Linked DNA regions of Sus scrofa: regions 2 and 3 are each linked to region 1. Evidence: chromatin contacts called from public HiChIP or PLAC-seq data. All regions are on one chromosome and are shown on one strand. Each heading gives the region's core, a stretch centred on a gene start, on an enhancer-like site or on the middle of the called end of the contact. The rest is flanking DNA. Distances are from core to core; before and after follow the strand shown.

Region 1 (4,609 bases), core at 498-2,997:
GAACACAAATCACAGTCAGAAATCCCTAAATGTTCATCAAGAGTAGAAGAGATTCACAAATCACGAGAATTACTACTGTAGTAAATTCACTGGGATCCTATACAGCAGTGAAAATGAATGAAATTCATATGAATCTCAGGATTTTAGTGTTAAGTGAAAAAGCAGGCTATAGAAAAATATATGCAGTATGATTCTATTTATATAAAGTTTAAGGGAATTCCCATCGTGGCACAGTGGAAATGAATCCGACTTGGAACCATGAGGTTGTGGGTTCAATCCCTGACCTTGCTCAGAGGGTTAAGGATCCGGCGTTGCTGTGAGCTGTGGTGTAGGTCGCAGATGCGGCTCAGATCCTGCGTTACTGTGGCTCTGGTGTAGGCTGGCAGCTACAGCTCCAAATAGACCCCTAGCCTGGGAACCTCCATATGCCATGGGTGCGGCTCTAAAAACAGAAGGAAAAAAAATTTTTTCAAATAAAGTTTAAAATTATCCAAAATGAAAAAATATCTAATCACTGATTTAAACATTTATAGTAAAATTAAAAAGAAAAGCAAGGGAATAACCAACTAGGGTAGCCACTGACTCTGAGGGTGGTTATTTCAGAATTCAGAGAGAAAAAAAAAAAAAAGAGAGAGAGAGAAAGAAAGAAATCACATGATCACTAATTATTTATTGAACATTATGAATACAAAGACGTAAACAAGGGCAGCTTAAGGAGTGGAACTTGGTATCAAATAAATGGTGCCAAAAGCAAGTGCCCTGGTGAACCTCAAAGGAGAAACTGTTGACTGAACACTTGGTGAGAAAGGCTTCCCATGGAGGAAACGGAGCCTGAGAGAGTTCCTTTTAAAAAGGTTTAGAAAACAAAGAGAGAGACAGAGATGAGGGTACGTGCAGCTCGGGGCATAGAGGCAGAACGCGGACACGATACTTGTGCACTGGGCAGCAGCAAGAGTGGTTGGCGAGGGTCAAATCGTGGGGGTGACGGAACGTGGGAAGGCCCAGAAACACTGGAGGCGCGAATGTGCTCTAAGAAGATTACTCTGACAGGGGCAAGCAGGGTGTCAAGAATAAAGCAGGGAGAACAGTGAGGACAACACTGCAACAGTCAGGGACTGTGGTAAGAAGGGCTGAGCTGATGGTAAGAGGAGTGGAATGATTTAAACAGCACTTATCAGGAGTTCCCCTGTGGCTCAGCTATAATGAATCCGACTAGGATCTATGAGGATGAGGGTTCGATCCCTGGCCTCGCTCAGTGGGTTAAGGATCCGGCGTTGCCTCAAGCTGGGGTGTAGGTTGCAGACGTGGCTCGAATCCTGCATTGCTGTGGCTGTGGTGTAGGCTGGCAGCTGTGGCTCCAGTTCAACCCCTAGCCTGGGAACCTCCATATGCTGTGAGTATAGCCCCCAAAAGCAAAACAAACAAACAGGTAGATAGATAGCACTTATCAAGTTTGATGAGTAGAGCTCTAGCTTTGGAAATATTAAGCGTTTCTTATATTTATCCAGCCAGTTGTGTACGAGGGAGAGATGTACACACCCAATAATTGCCACCCTGCAGTAAAAGAAGGAATCAGAACCATGCAGGACTATCTGCCCAGCCTGCCAGCACTTATGTTTCTGGCTGCTCCTTGAGCTGAACGCACAGCCACCTTCCTATCAGCTCTGAATCCAGAGTTGAGGCAAAGGTGAAACCTGAGGCCGACTCACTTTTCCTTTGAATCTTGAGCTAGATGGCCAGAGGCTTGTTATTCTCTTTTCTCTACTGCCACCTAGTGTAGACATGAAAGGGTTTCCCAATGAGAAAGAGAATCTGGTTTTGCCATCTGAAACGGCAGCTGCTCCAAAAGAATCTAAGTCACATGGAAATGGTCAGCATCTCTCATAGAGAAATCCTTGAGCTTCGATATCTTGCCGAATTGTGGCAGCTGCTGCCACGTGCGTTAAGATGAAGCAGGAAATTACTACTAAGTAAAAGCGTACGGTCTTCTCCATAATGAGCAGGTGCTGAGGTAGTGACACGTGCACTAAAGTTCTCTGCAGGCTGACCTCCGAGAATATGAATAGGACCTTCTAGCTCTCCATTTTGATTAAAGGAAAGAACCCTTCCATAACTACAGGGGCCTTGAAACAGAGGAGGCTGCCTTATGGGGAGCTGAGTTCTCCGTCACCCAGCAAGAGATTCATGCATTCAGGCAAGGGAGGGTGGGGGTACATGACCTCACAGATGCCACCCCGCTCTGAGGTTCTGGAGTGTCCATCACGTCGAGGCGTCCATGAGCTCAAACCCTGCTCCTAACAAATGCTGAAGGACAAGAACCATGCCCATCTTGCGCACTGCGGCATGCTCTAAAGCTAGTACAGGGTCCAACACGTATTATCTGCTAACAAGATGAAATTAAATTTTGATTCTAATGAGGCACTGCATCAAGATCGTTGAAGGTACAGAAGAGAACCAGAGTGAATGGGTTGAAATTCTCATACCGCCACTTTAAGATTTAACTCACATGCGCCTCAGTTTCTCATGGGATGAAAATGGTACTTATGTGACAGAGTTTTTAGGATGATTTAATGACAGTTTATGTAAGGCAATTAGAATAATGATGCATATGTTAGATTATTATTACTGCTATTATTATGATAATGTAATCTCTAAAGAACATTTCTAAGGCCCAAAACAATATAGACATATACCACTGCTAGAACTAAAACACAAAATTGGTAGAAGAGTGGTTATTTTTATCATAAATTATGTTTTCACCTTTATAGAAGGTTGAGATAAAAGCTCAATCTCAGAGTCCAAGACTCAAATGGATCGCTTATAGTTTTTAACCATGAACCATGCCCTGACTACTACAAATTATTATTGTTTATATAATAACTATTTGGTTATGTTAAAGGGAGTTTTCCTTCTTGCTGAATATTGTACAGAATTTCCCATGCAATTTACAGACTAAGGTAATCTCAAGTAGCCATTATAAAATTAGGAGCCATCAAAACAATTACTTTATTAACAAAAGCTTTTTAACTAACCATAACCCCTTCTTACAATATTCTGCAATTCTCCTGGAAGAGCTATTTTAATGCCTTTCCATCATCAAGATCTACCACTATCCCTTAGAATGGCTCTATGGCCTCCCACCAAAATATGCAGAACAGTAGGGCACTGCTGGGAGAAAAGTGACAGACACACACACTAAGTTAGCTCCTCCGGAAGGAAGGAAAGCTGGGTGTTGTCTGGGGGCTGGACTGTGCAGTGTAGCTTGTGACGGTCTGAAGAAGACAAAGTCCGCGTGAACAGGTGACGCTCCCATGCACAATCCAGGCAGGGTTAAGACACTTTGTTTGGAAAGTGGGCGTCTTTCCCACAAGAAAGAACCTGCTCTTAGGTGTTGATTAAGATGGAGTGCCCGGGCCAGGAGCCTTGCAAAGACTTGAGGTTAGATACGCAGAAAGGAGAGGGGTCGGTCTCACAAGGCCGAAAGGACTTGGTGCTTCTCGCCTTCTTCCCCGGGGCCTTCTTCTCTCATTTATTCTAAAAGCAATTGGGCGCTCACCCGTTCTGTCCATGTAGGAACTGGTGATTTATATTTGTACTCAGCTGGTTCCCAAGGTCTAAGACGCCAGAACCTTCCAACAAGCGGCGCCATTAAGGCTGGCAAACAAGTGGCTTTTGTAAAAGGCTGAACATTTTTACCCAGAAGACTGAGATTATGCAATGCAGATGAGCCTCATAGAAAACATAATAAAAGACAAATCATAGGAAGGCTATGTTATCTTCAAACCCAGAAATGAAATACTTGTGGTTACTGTAAAAAGAGTTAAGGTGGCGAAATTAGATCATTTAGACGCCATTTCTTTCCTATCTTCTAGTGATACATTTTTATTCTTTTAATCAAGAATTCTGACCTCAAAAAGAGAGTTGCTAGATTCCAAATATTTCTAAAATAACATATAAGTTGACCTTGCCTAAAGCTCTGAAAAAAATCTAACCCATCAAACTTAGTACTTCAAAGTAAAATTTGCTAATCTTAAATCAACACAGTACAACTTCTATTCTGATTCATACTATTCTAAGTGATTTTAGAAGTAATAGTCTTTTGTCTCGACGAGGGTTTCACAAACATGAATTTGAAGTCTTTAAACATAATTCAATATTTCACGATTACTTATTTATAATATTGAAGATGTTCTCTGTCCAGAAAACTTTACACCCTCGCTTTGTTATAAGAGATTTTAAGGGAAAAACAAAACCAGACAAAACAAAATCCTAGCACTTCTCTGGCATTGCACACCACAAAATCTGAATTTTGACGAAGCTAAGTCATATTGCACACTTAATTTAAGTGGAAAATAAGTATAAAGTTTCCAGGTAGTAACTGATATGTACTGAATGTTCAATACTAGTACTTACTGGGCACCTAGCAAAAACCAAGCCTTCTGCTAAACATTTAAAAATATATATACAGAAAGTGGAGTTGTAAAGAATACGAGTACAATCAGTATCCTGTCAGGACATTGTTCTCATCCCTCTCCTTTACACGAGCCATCCTGAGAGCAGCAAATCATAATTCATTGTTTACGCTTAGGTGGGCAGAACATTAGTTTCT
Region 2 (4,424 bases), core at 1,773-4,272, 200 kb before region 1:
TGTGTATCGCAAATGAGTCTGAGAAAAGCCAAAGAGACAGAGTAGGAAGCTGAATCAAAAATGGGAGAGATGTGACCAAGGCGGGGTGAATGGTTGAGAAGCAGACCGCGGTGACTCGCCTCCCTGCACGCTGTCCTCACAGTGAGTCCAAAGAAAGGATGCTTGAGAAGGACGGAAAAGAAATTCAGAGATGCACATCCTGAAATGGGCTGTGCCGATTTTCCCGACCCTCCAGGTCCATCCGCGTCCACCGATGATTTCAAAGTGAAACGATGACTTCCATGGATTTTAAATGGGATCCGGAGATAACGGAAAGGGAAACAGCATCTTGTTTGAAACGTGCTCCTTGGTGCACACAGGCTCACGCAAGGACCGTGGCTGTCACCCACATGATTCGCACTGCCATTAATGCGCATTGATAAAGTGTTGATAAAGCCACAGCCACCACATTCCACCTTTCAGTGAATCTGCATTCCTGCACATTGTTTAGAAACCATCGTGGGGATAGCACAGCGATTTCTGCAGCAAATAACACGGATCCTCATCCACGACAGACTTGCATAATCGTTTGCATAGACCCCGTGAGCCGAAGCATTTGGAGAAATATTGTTTAGTCCAGCAACGTGGTAACAGTCACTGCATAAATCAGTGAGTGAGTGGTTGTGAGGTTTTGGAGGTAGAAGTAAGCAGAAGAGACCCATGGCCTCTTTTTAGAAGAAATTACCTGAATTCAATCAGAAGTCATTGCAGTGACCCAAATGAACCCACTTCTTGCTCAGGCCTGCTACATTAACCACATTACTTTTTGGCCCTAGCAGCAAGGCTGGTTAGGGCCTAACTTAAATCCCTTCCACATTGTAATTCTCTGCGAAGTGGAATAAATAGCACATGGGCTCCGTCACCTGCTAAACATATGTCATGGGGTGTAAATTCATTTATTTGAACCTTAATATTAAAGGAGTTTCTTGATTTTAAATCATCCGATACCAAAGTATGACTTCAATCCAAAGCAGACATGCCCTGGAGAGTTAAGAGACCTTTTCAAAGACAAAGGAGGCTTCTAACCTGCTCACAATTAGCCATTACATGCTACTAGGGGTTGTTTAATTGGGACTGCCACTCTCAATTAACCAGCGACAAGTGAATAGAAGAATGAGTAATCAGAATTAGGTACACATGTTACCAATTATGTCCATTAGGGAGCGTAATGAAATTGCATGTTTTGCTTTGCTTTTCCTTTCTTCTCTAGCTCCAAGAAGTTATATGAAAAAAAGTAGTGACGGGACCGAGCTCAAGCATAAACTTTTTCCTTCTAAGTGTAAGAAAACCACGTACATCGAAGCTCCTGCAGTTCTTCATCATTTGCTCGGCAGTGGAGCTGATCAGAATTCCCTCCGATGCTCTTCAAGATGTCCAGGTGAGGCTCTTTGTGATTCAGACATATGGCTCTTTTTTTTTTTCAGATTTGTGATTTCTTGATCTAGATAATGGCCCCAGCTTTTCCAACAACTTTCTAACTGAAGGAGTATCACTTACGGTATTAATCAGGGTAATTAATGCTCGCTGCTATGATAGCAAACCCCAAATCTCAATGGCTTAACCCAGGAAAAATGTGTTTCTGCCTCAGATCGCTGTCTCATAGCTGTGCCATCTGGAACGCTGAGGGAAAAAAGAACTGAAGGAAGCAGGCCATCTCTTAAGGTCTTAGTGCAAACATGACACACATGGCACTTCTTCTCACTTTTCATTGGCCACAACTATTCATATAGCTCTAAGCTTAACTGCAAGGGAGCCTGGGAAAAGCAAAGGAGTACATTAATACTTGGTGAGTTCTTACAGCCTCTGACACACCCACCATATTTTTATCTGACTCATCATCTGTAATTCTAGGATACCACCTGCCTCCTCCAGACCACACAGAAAGAACAGATGTTTAGAAAGCACTGGGTCACCCATTAAGTGCTGAGCAGCTCTGGAACAGACAGCTTCCTCTCCCAAACTGTTACTTATACCTAGCTTTTTGCAAAGATTAGATTCCTGAAATTTTGGAAGGGAGCTCATCTGCATAAATCAAATTAGGTTTGGAGGTGTTCCTTTTTAAGTAGCTAGAAATTCACTGTGTGAAACGAGCTATTGTGATCTCTGGCTTCTGAGTCAGATACACACACATAGGTGTTATGGCAAAAGAAAACAGCAATTAGCAGATTGTCCTCATGTTTGCAGTTATAAAGGTTGGATGTTTGTTTGTATAAGTAATATTGTGTGATCCGCTGTTTTCAAAAATGGGGAAAATACCCAAAAAGGAGGCATCTGCTTGACTATTTACAGACACAGACATCATTTCAACATTATACCTTCACACACACACACATACACACACACACACACACACACACACACACACACACAAAGGTGGCTTCCCCATCAAAAAGGAAAAAATAAGGAAATACTATAGATCTTTAAGCTCTTCAAAGAGAAAATGGAAATTTCTGCTAAAGTAATGCCGATTTCAACTAGATATTTGAAAAAGTCCCCAAATATTTAGGCTAGCTTAGAGCCTTTCCCACAGGGAAACTGAGATAGTATATGAACTTGTTGATTGAGGAAGGTTTAGGGTTCTGGAAAGAAGAGCTAATGAGGTACTTAGGAAGGTCGTAATTTCATTTAACAATGGGACTTAGGCTTTGTCATTGTTCACATGCATGGATCTGCTTATTCAAAGTAAAACGAAATCCTAATCAATAAAGAGGTATTGCCCTTCGGTGCAGAGCCCTCATTCAGTCCAAACTGTGATCTTAATTATTGCGCAAGACAGTTTCCTTGAACAGACCTCTGAGTGATAACTAAATAAAGCTTCTATGTAAACCATGCCTCTTAACCTTTCACCCCAGGGCCTATGCCTGAATCCCTTCTTTATTAACCTGGTAGCTCTCTCACCACAGCTATCTCTCAGGTAGTCCCAGCCTTTTGGAATAATCAGTCACCTTAGAGAAAGCAGGAAGTGTTTGCTCAGCCAACGTGGTAGTCTTTGGCTATTTCACCCTCCCCAGGGGATCTTGGCCTCTGTACAGCTATAGCTATGACGAGGCTCTCTGCAATAATTCCAAGGGTTGGACTCTAAATGCTGAAAACCCTTTCATAATTGTACACATAAAACCTGGCAAATAAACTGCCTTTTTAAGTGTAATGGAGTTATTTCTGATCCATTCACCAGGAAGCTGTATGTTACACATTAACTGCCATAGCACTATGGCTTATAGCCATTGGCTCCCTCGGAATCTTCAGTCCAGTACTTTAAAAAAAAAATAAAAAGATTTCTAGACTGTTAAGCTGCGGAGAATATGATTATTCATACGAGAAGAGTTGAGATTTTCTAAGAGTCTTTTTCTCCTGTATTTTCTTTAGAATATGTACATGCTCGTAGACTCTTATCTCACACTCACAGAAAGCTTACAAAGTTCATCTCCAATGGAAAACAGGTCAATAACCCTTCTATAGATAAAGATTTCAAACGGTGAGCAATTATCTGATGAATGTACTTCAATTGCTAATTAAGAATAATTTAATATGCAGAAGTCAGGAGTTTATCTTGCCCACATCACAAAGCCAAGTATCCGTAACTACATAGTTAGGGATATCATGTGTTGATTAAAGTTTATTACAAACAAATGAATCAACAGGAAGATACTGAGATTTTACCACTTACTTAAGGCCACTGAGTTCATAAGTCACAGATATTTAGAGCAGACGTGATCTTGAGGGAGTCTCTAAAAACAACTTCACTTTACAGATGAAAGAGGGGCTTGGGAAAAGAGCAAAATCCAGGCTGGGCTCCTCCAGTCTGATTATACCTGACTCTCCTCCTGCATCCCCCCATTTTCCGGCTTCGCATCCGTAGCAGAGGGTGGTTCTCCGTCTCTGCTTTGGGAAACTGGTAACTAACAAGTTGTCTGAGTGATAAGCATTCATAAGCACGCCTGAAGGAAGCAAGGGCTGTTGGTTTCAAAATAACCAACTGTTATTCATAAGTGTGGAATGACAACTTTTTGCTCATCTGTTGAAATTTAGCTGCCTTAAAATAACAAATATTTTCCACTTGTCCCTAACTCATTCTTGTTAACAGAGACAAATGACTCATTGAGAAATGACTTTTGACAGCTTCCAATTGCCTGGTGGATTTTTATAACTGCATTTTACTGGGTCAAGGAGCAGCCATGTGTAACTCTTTGGGGCCATTATTGGGTATAAACTCTGTGGCAACCGCACTTGCCACATTATTCATTTAATCATTTCAAGGCGAATGCCAGGGAGACCAAAGTTAACAATACTCATAGACAGAATGCCTCGTCACAAGTGGGAAAGAGAATTGTCTGCCCTGTCTCCAAGAAGAACCACGTAAGAGAACATGTAGGTGGACTGGATCA
Region 3 (4,625 bases), core at 1,517-4,016, 240 kb before region 1:
ATGAGTTCAGCTTGTCTTACTTGCATGTAACGTGGCAAATTCAGTGTGACCAATGCAACTCGATGCAGTACCTTCACAGAAAAAATACTGTGAAAGAGTGTTTTTGGAATCACTCCCTGCAGCAGACTGGCAGAATGGTAATTTCAAAAGTCAAAACTACTAAGTAACTGAGAGTCTATTCTGACCAAATTCAAATCGGTACTACCTTACTGACTGACTGAAAAAACCTTAATAGCTTACCCTCTTACAATCAGAGAATGAAAAATATTAAATTTAAATCTGGTCATAACTTTCAAAATGAAATAGGAAGTTCAAAATATCTTTTCTAACTATAGGAGGCGAACAAAATTGCAGACTCTAAGATCATGTTGCTTTGTGAAGAAACCTACATCAAATATCATAAAATTAAAATCAGGAAGAAGCTTGAGTAACATTTTGATCCGTCATCATGCATTGCTGTGTATCTAACGGTTATCATATGTAATTTTAAATAAGAGGTTGATTTGGTCATTAGGATCAGAAAAAATATATAAAACACAAAGCTCGATATCCAGGGAGATGTTTAGAACTCTTTTCTTTCACAAGTTTAAAAACAGAGTATAATTTTCTAATTCTACCTTAAATATATTTTGAAAATAACAATGATAAATACACTTAATTCATTTAAGGTTTTAGGATATAATGTTTAGAGGTTCTGAAAATTTCAATTAAAGTTCCCACTTAAGTTATTATGAAAAGAAGTCTTTGACTTTTCCACAATTAGAAATACCCACTGGGTGTAATGCTTAGAGCACTAGGACAATGAAGTCCCGGAGGACAGGGCCATGTCTGTTCTGTTTCTGGCTCCACCCTTAACAAGGGTAGTGCTGGCTCTCTTTGTGTTTAACCAACAGTTGTTGAATGAATGAATCATCATGTACCTGTACTCGTACAAAGAGATCCTATCCATTCACTAAGAATGGCTTCCATTTGTTAAGTTATCCTGAACTAACTGAACAAATATTTGTGGAGGGCTTCTATGTACCAGGGTCTGTTCGAGGCACTAGGGATACAGCTCTGAATAAAACAGACAAAAAAGAAGTCCTTGTCCCACTAGTGCTTACCTTCTAGCAGGGGGAGACGACCAGTCAATGCTATAAGCAAGTAAAATACAGGGAGGGTTAGTTGGTGGTACATATGTAGTAGAAAACTAAATAGGGAAGGCAGACAAAGAGTGTCAGGTGGTGGGGAGAACTTTCTGGAGTGTTTAAGGCACAGCAAGGGGGAGGCCAGTGAAGCTGCAACAAGTCTGGTATTAGGTCATTTGGTCTCCGAATATGTCTAAGTGACAGATAAGGTGATCATTCCTGGCTGTACCTGTTCATGCACTCATGTCAGATGGCACCTGGGGAATCCCGGAGAGTCTTACAATGGAGCTTGCAAAGAACTGACCACATTAAAAGTTTGATTGTAGGGCAATAGCATGCATATTACAGAACTTTTCCCATCATCCAGGCCTCTGATTATTAAAAAAAAAAAAAAAATAGTGTGGTGCTAGTGAAAACTGGGACTTAGGATAAGAAAAAACAAAATCCTGCTTCTCTTTAATATGGGAACACTAAGATTTGTTGGCCTCGGGATCCCAAATTTCGTATTTGATTATGGCTAATTTTCACTTTTGTCTATAACTCATAAAGAAAGTCACTGTTTGAGAGACAGAAAATAGAACCATGAGTTATATTAGAGTCTCAGGCCTGCATTTACTACCACTCAGATGTGGGTTTTAGGAAGTGGCTGACAACCATGTTATCCCTGTGGACAATTTGTCTATCCTATGGCTTGACACAGCAAATTCAACCCCAGGCAATGGATTAAGAGGGAGAAGAGAGGAGAAAATCGCCGTTGATGGGACACTTTGAGCACTGTGCCTATTGCCCTGGTACTGTGGGACTCTGCCAAGGTCCCTAGATGGAGAGAAACAAACTCTCTGCTACCAAAACTATTATCTCAGAGTTCGGTCAAAATACAACACAAAAGGCAAGAGACAGCAGATATGAAGAGACTGCGTTCAACCCTTCCACCTTTTATAGTGCCTCAAACCATGACAGTGGAATTGTGGTTATAAAACCCCCTTCATTTCTTTAAAATGCCCTCATGTTCCATCCCCAGGTTCCAATGCCTGAGTGCCAAAAACTTAGGAAGAACAAGATTAGAACACAATTAGCAGGTGAACTTTAATACAAAAACTTGAAGTAATTGGCTCCAACTGAACCACACAAGCGACTTTAGAAAGAATAAGTCAACTACTCATTGCCTTAATTCCTGCACACAGGAGATTAAAATTAAAGCATATCTGCTTACACCTAATGATCTTTTAAAAATCAACTTTGCATTTTCCCTGTGTATTTGCCTGAAAAGTTTCAGGCACACTGGACAGAACTGAGTCCTGACTAGACGTCTAAGTTACCCAAATAAAGAGCTCTGTATGGTGGCTTCTCGCATTCTTACAACAATATCATGTAACAGCTCTCTCCTTAAAACATCTTCTCAGGCTACTGCCTGAGTCATAGGTAAAAACACCAGCATAGTCCCCAGGCCGGCTCTGAGGCAACTTCTTTAGAACAGGATGTGCTTCTTCCTTGAGGTGACAGGTTGCATACTGCAAGTTTTTTCATCTCTATTGAAAACATCTCATTTGCTGCCAAACTATATGTAAGGGAAAGAAGCAGGGCCTGCCCTCAGAGGCTCCTTGGAGACTGAAACCAGAGAATAGCCGGACATACACGCAGTATGAAAAGTCTAAATTAAACAATGGCTTTACAAGAGCACCTTCCCATGTGACTTTGAATCAGAGTAAAGGGAAGTTCACAAAAATCAAAGCAGTAAAAGGGATCTTTATTTGGAAAGTACTCATTAACTCAGCAAAGCCAAGCTTTAAGAATTAGATCTGTGAGGAAAATCCTCCTGGCAATGAAACCAGAGCTTTGATTTCTTCTGGCTCATAAAATAAATAATAATATCGACTTACAGTTCTCCATTACCTTTCAGTTTACAAAGTGCTCTCCCATACATTATTTTATCTTCACAACATTCCTGTGAGGTATTGAGGCCTGATCAGTCCCTTTCATGGGTTAGGAAATTGAGGCTCGGTGGGCAGACAGGATTTCCTCAAGGTCACAGAGTTATTAAGAAGCAGAGCCCAAGCTGAAATGTTGGTCTCCAGACTCCCACTTGGGAGCTCTTGTTCTGTTGCCTCTCCAAAGTTAGGAAGCCATAAATCTAGAGTACCGTATCTAATTATATGTTAATTGGGGGAAATTCTAAAAGGCCACTGGTTACCCAATAGCTTGAAGGAAAAAAAAAAAAAAAAAAAAGACCAGACTTGGAGAACAGCCCACTTGCAAACAGCTTTATGTATATTCCCTCTGATAAAGCTTGAATCCAAGATACATTTCAAGGTCAAACAAAATTAAAATAAACTTTACTTTTGAACTTCATAATTATGATATCAAAGACTGAAATGACTGCATTTATTAGAAGCTCTGCTGGTGGGGGAAAAAACTAAAAGAGAAGGAAAATTTCCTGACTAACTTATAAACATGAACTAAGTTTTTTTTTTTTTTGGTCTTTTTTTGTCTTTGTTGTTGTTGTTGCTGTTGTTGCTATTTCTTGGGCCGCTCCCGCGGCATATGGAGGTTCCCAGGCTAGGGGTCAAATTGGAGCTGTAGCCGCCAGCCTACGCCAGAGCCACAGCAACGCAAGATCCGAGCCGCGTCTGCAACCTACACCACAGCTCACGGCAACGCCAGATCGTTAACCCACTGAGCAAGGGCAGGGACTGAACCCGCAACCTCATGGTTCCTAGTCGGATTCATTAACCACTGCGCCACAACAGGAACTCCATCATGAACTAAGTTTTGTGAGGTTCCCTCACAACTGAATTAAACACTCTGACTTGATGGTGAAAATATCTGAAACTTACTCTTCACACATGGGGTTGGGTTTTCTTTTTCTTTTTTTTTTTTTTTAACATATGTGAGACAGCATAAAGCAGAGAACTGTGGTGGAAGGGCAATGGTTTGGGGGCCAGCGAGGCTAGACTTTGAATCCTGGCTCTGGCTGAGTGGCCTGACCCATCTATTTAACTACTGAGGGCTTTGTCTATAAAATGGAAGCAAAAGTATTCTTGTTTGGTGGCTTAGTCACCTTGGGCTATGCTATGACAGAACACCGCAAACTGAATGGCCTAAACAGCAGGCATTTATCTTCTCCCAGTTCTGGAGGCTGGGAAGTCTAAGATCAAGGTGCCAGCAGGATTGGTTCATAGTGAGGACCCATCTTTGTAGATGGTCACTTCCTGGTTGTGTGCTCACACAGACTTTCGCTGGCATGTGTGCACAGAGAGAGGAAGGACGTGAGCTCCCTCGTGTCCCTTCTTATGAGGGCACTTGTTTTATCATGGGATTCCACCCTCATAATCTCATCTAAACCTATTTGCCTTGCAAATATCCTACCTTCTAAAACCATCACATTTGGAGACAACAGTCATTCAGTCCATAGTACTTGATTCCCACCCTAGAATTAAAGCAGACTGGAAAAATAAGGCATTTAGAGAGAAGCAGCATTTTTAATTAAGTACAGGCACA

The links. HiChIP or PLAC-seq counts read pairs in DNA pulled down with a chosen protein or histone mark.
Region 2: an H3K27ac HiChIP or PLAC-seq map of alveolar macrophages shows a contact between it and region 1. The contact joins two enhancer-like sites. A contact is called at or near these places in 11 of 47 Hi-C or Micro-C datasets (adipocytes, alveolar macrophages, embryonic fibroblasts and 6 more) and 1 of 2 datasets of contacts at active chromatin or transcription factors (alveolar macrophages).
Region 3: a contact with region 1 is called in an H3K27ac HiChIP or PLAC-seq map of alveolar macrophages. The contact joins two enhancer-like sites. A contact is called at or near these places in 1 of 47 Hi-C or Micro-C datasets (skeletal muscle) and 2 of 2 datasets of contacts at active chromatin or transcription factors (alveolar macrophages and skeletal muscle).

The regions. Positions count from the first base shown.
Region 1 is chr5:93,181,344-93,185,952 of Sscrofa11.1, reverse strand. All of the region lies in intron 9 of POC1B (POC1 centriolar protein homolog B), which reads right to left. Among named protein-coding and RNA genes, the nearest start is that of GALNT4, 51 kb to the right of the region's middle. Within about 2 kb of position 1,747, at least 18 of the 83 cell types and tissues checked have an H3K27ac peak or open chromatin away from gene starts, as enhancers often do. A contact at or near this core is called in alveolar macrophages, liver, omental adipose tissue and 1 more, where this site is marked.
Region 2 is chr5:93,379,374-93,383,797 of Sscrofa11.1, reverse strand. LOC110260804 (a long non-coding RNA gene) reads left to right here. Exons shown (of 3, transcript XR_002344275.1): 1 at 1-648; 2 at 1,250-1,417. Among named protein-coding and RNA genes, the nearest start is that of DUSP6, 79 kb to the right of the region's middle. Within about 2 kb of position 3,022, at least 30 of the 83 cell types and tissues checked have an H3K27ac peak or open chromatin away from gene starts, as enhancers often do. A contact at or near this core is called in alveolar macrophages, liver, omental adipose tissue and 1 more, where this site is marked.
Region 3 is chr5:93,424,847-93,429,471 of Sscrofa11.1, reverse strand. No RefSeq gene overlaps it. Among named protein-coding and RNA genes, the nearest start is that of DUSP6, 120 kb to the right of the region's middle. Within about 2 kb of position 2,766, at least 16 of the 83 cell types and tissues checked have an H3K27ac peak or open chromatin away from gene starts, as enhancers often do. A contact at or near this core is called in alveolar macrophages, where this site is marked.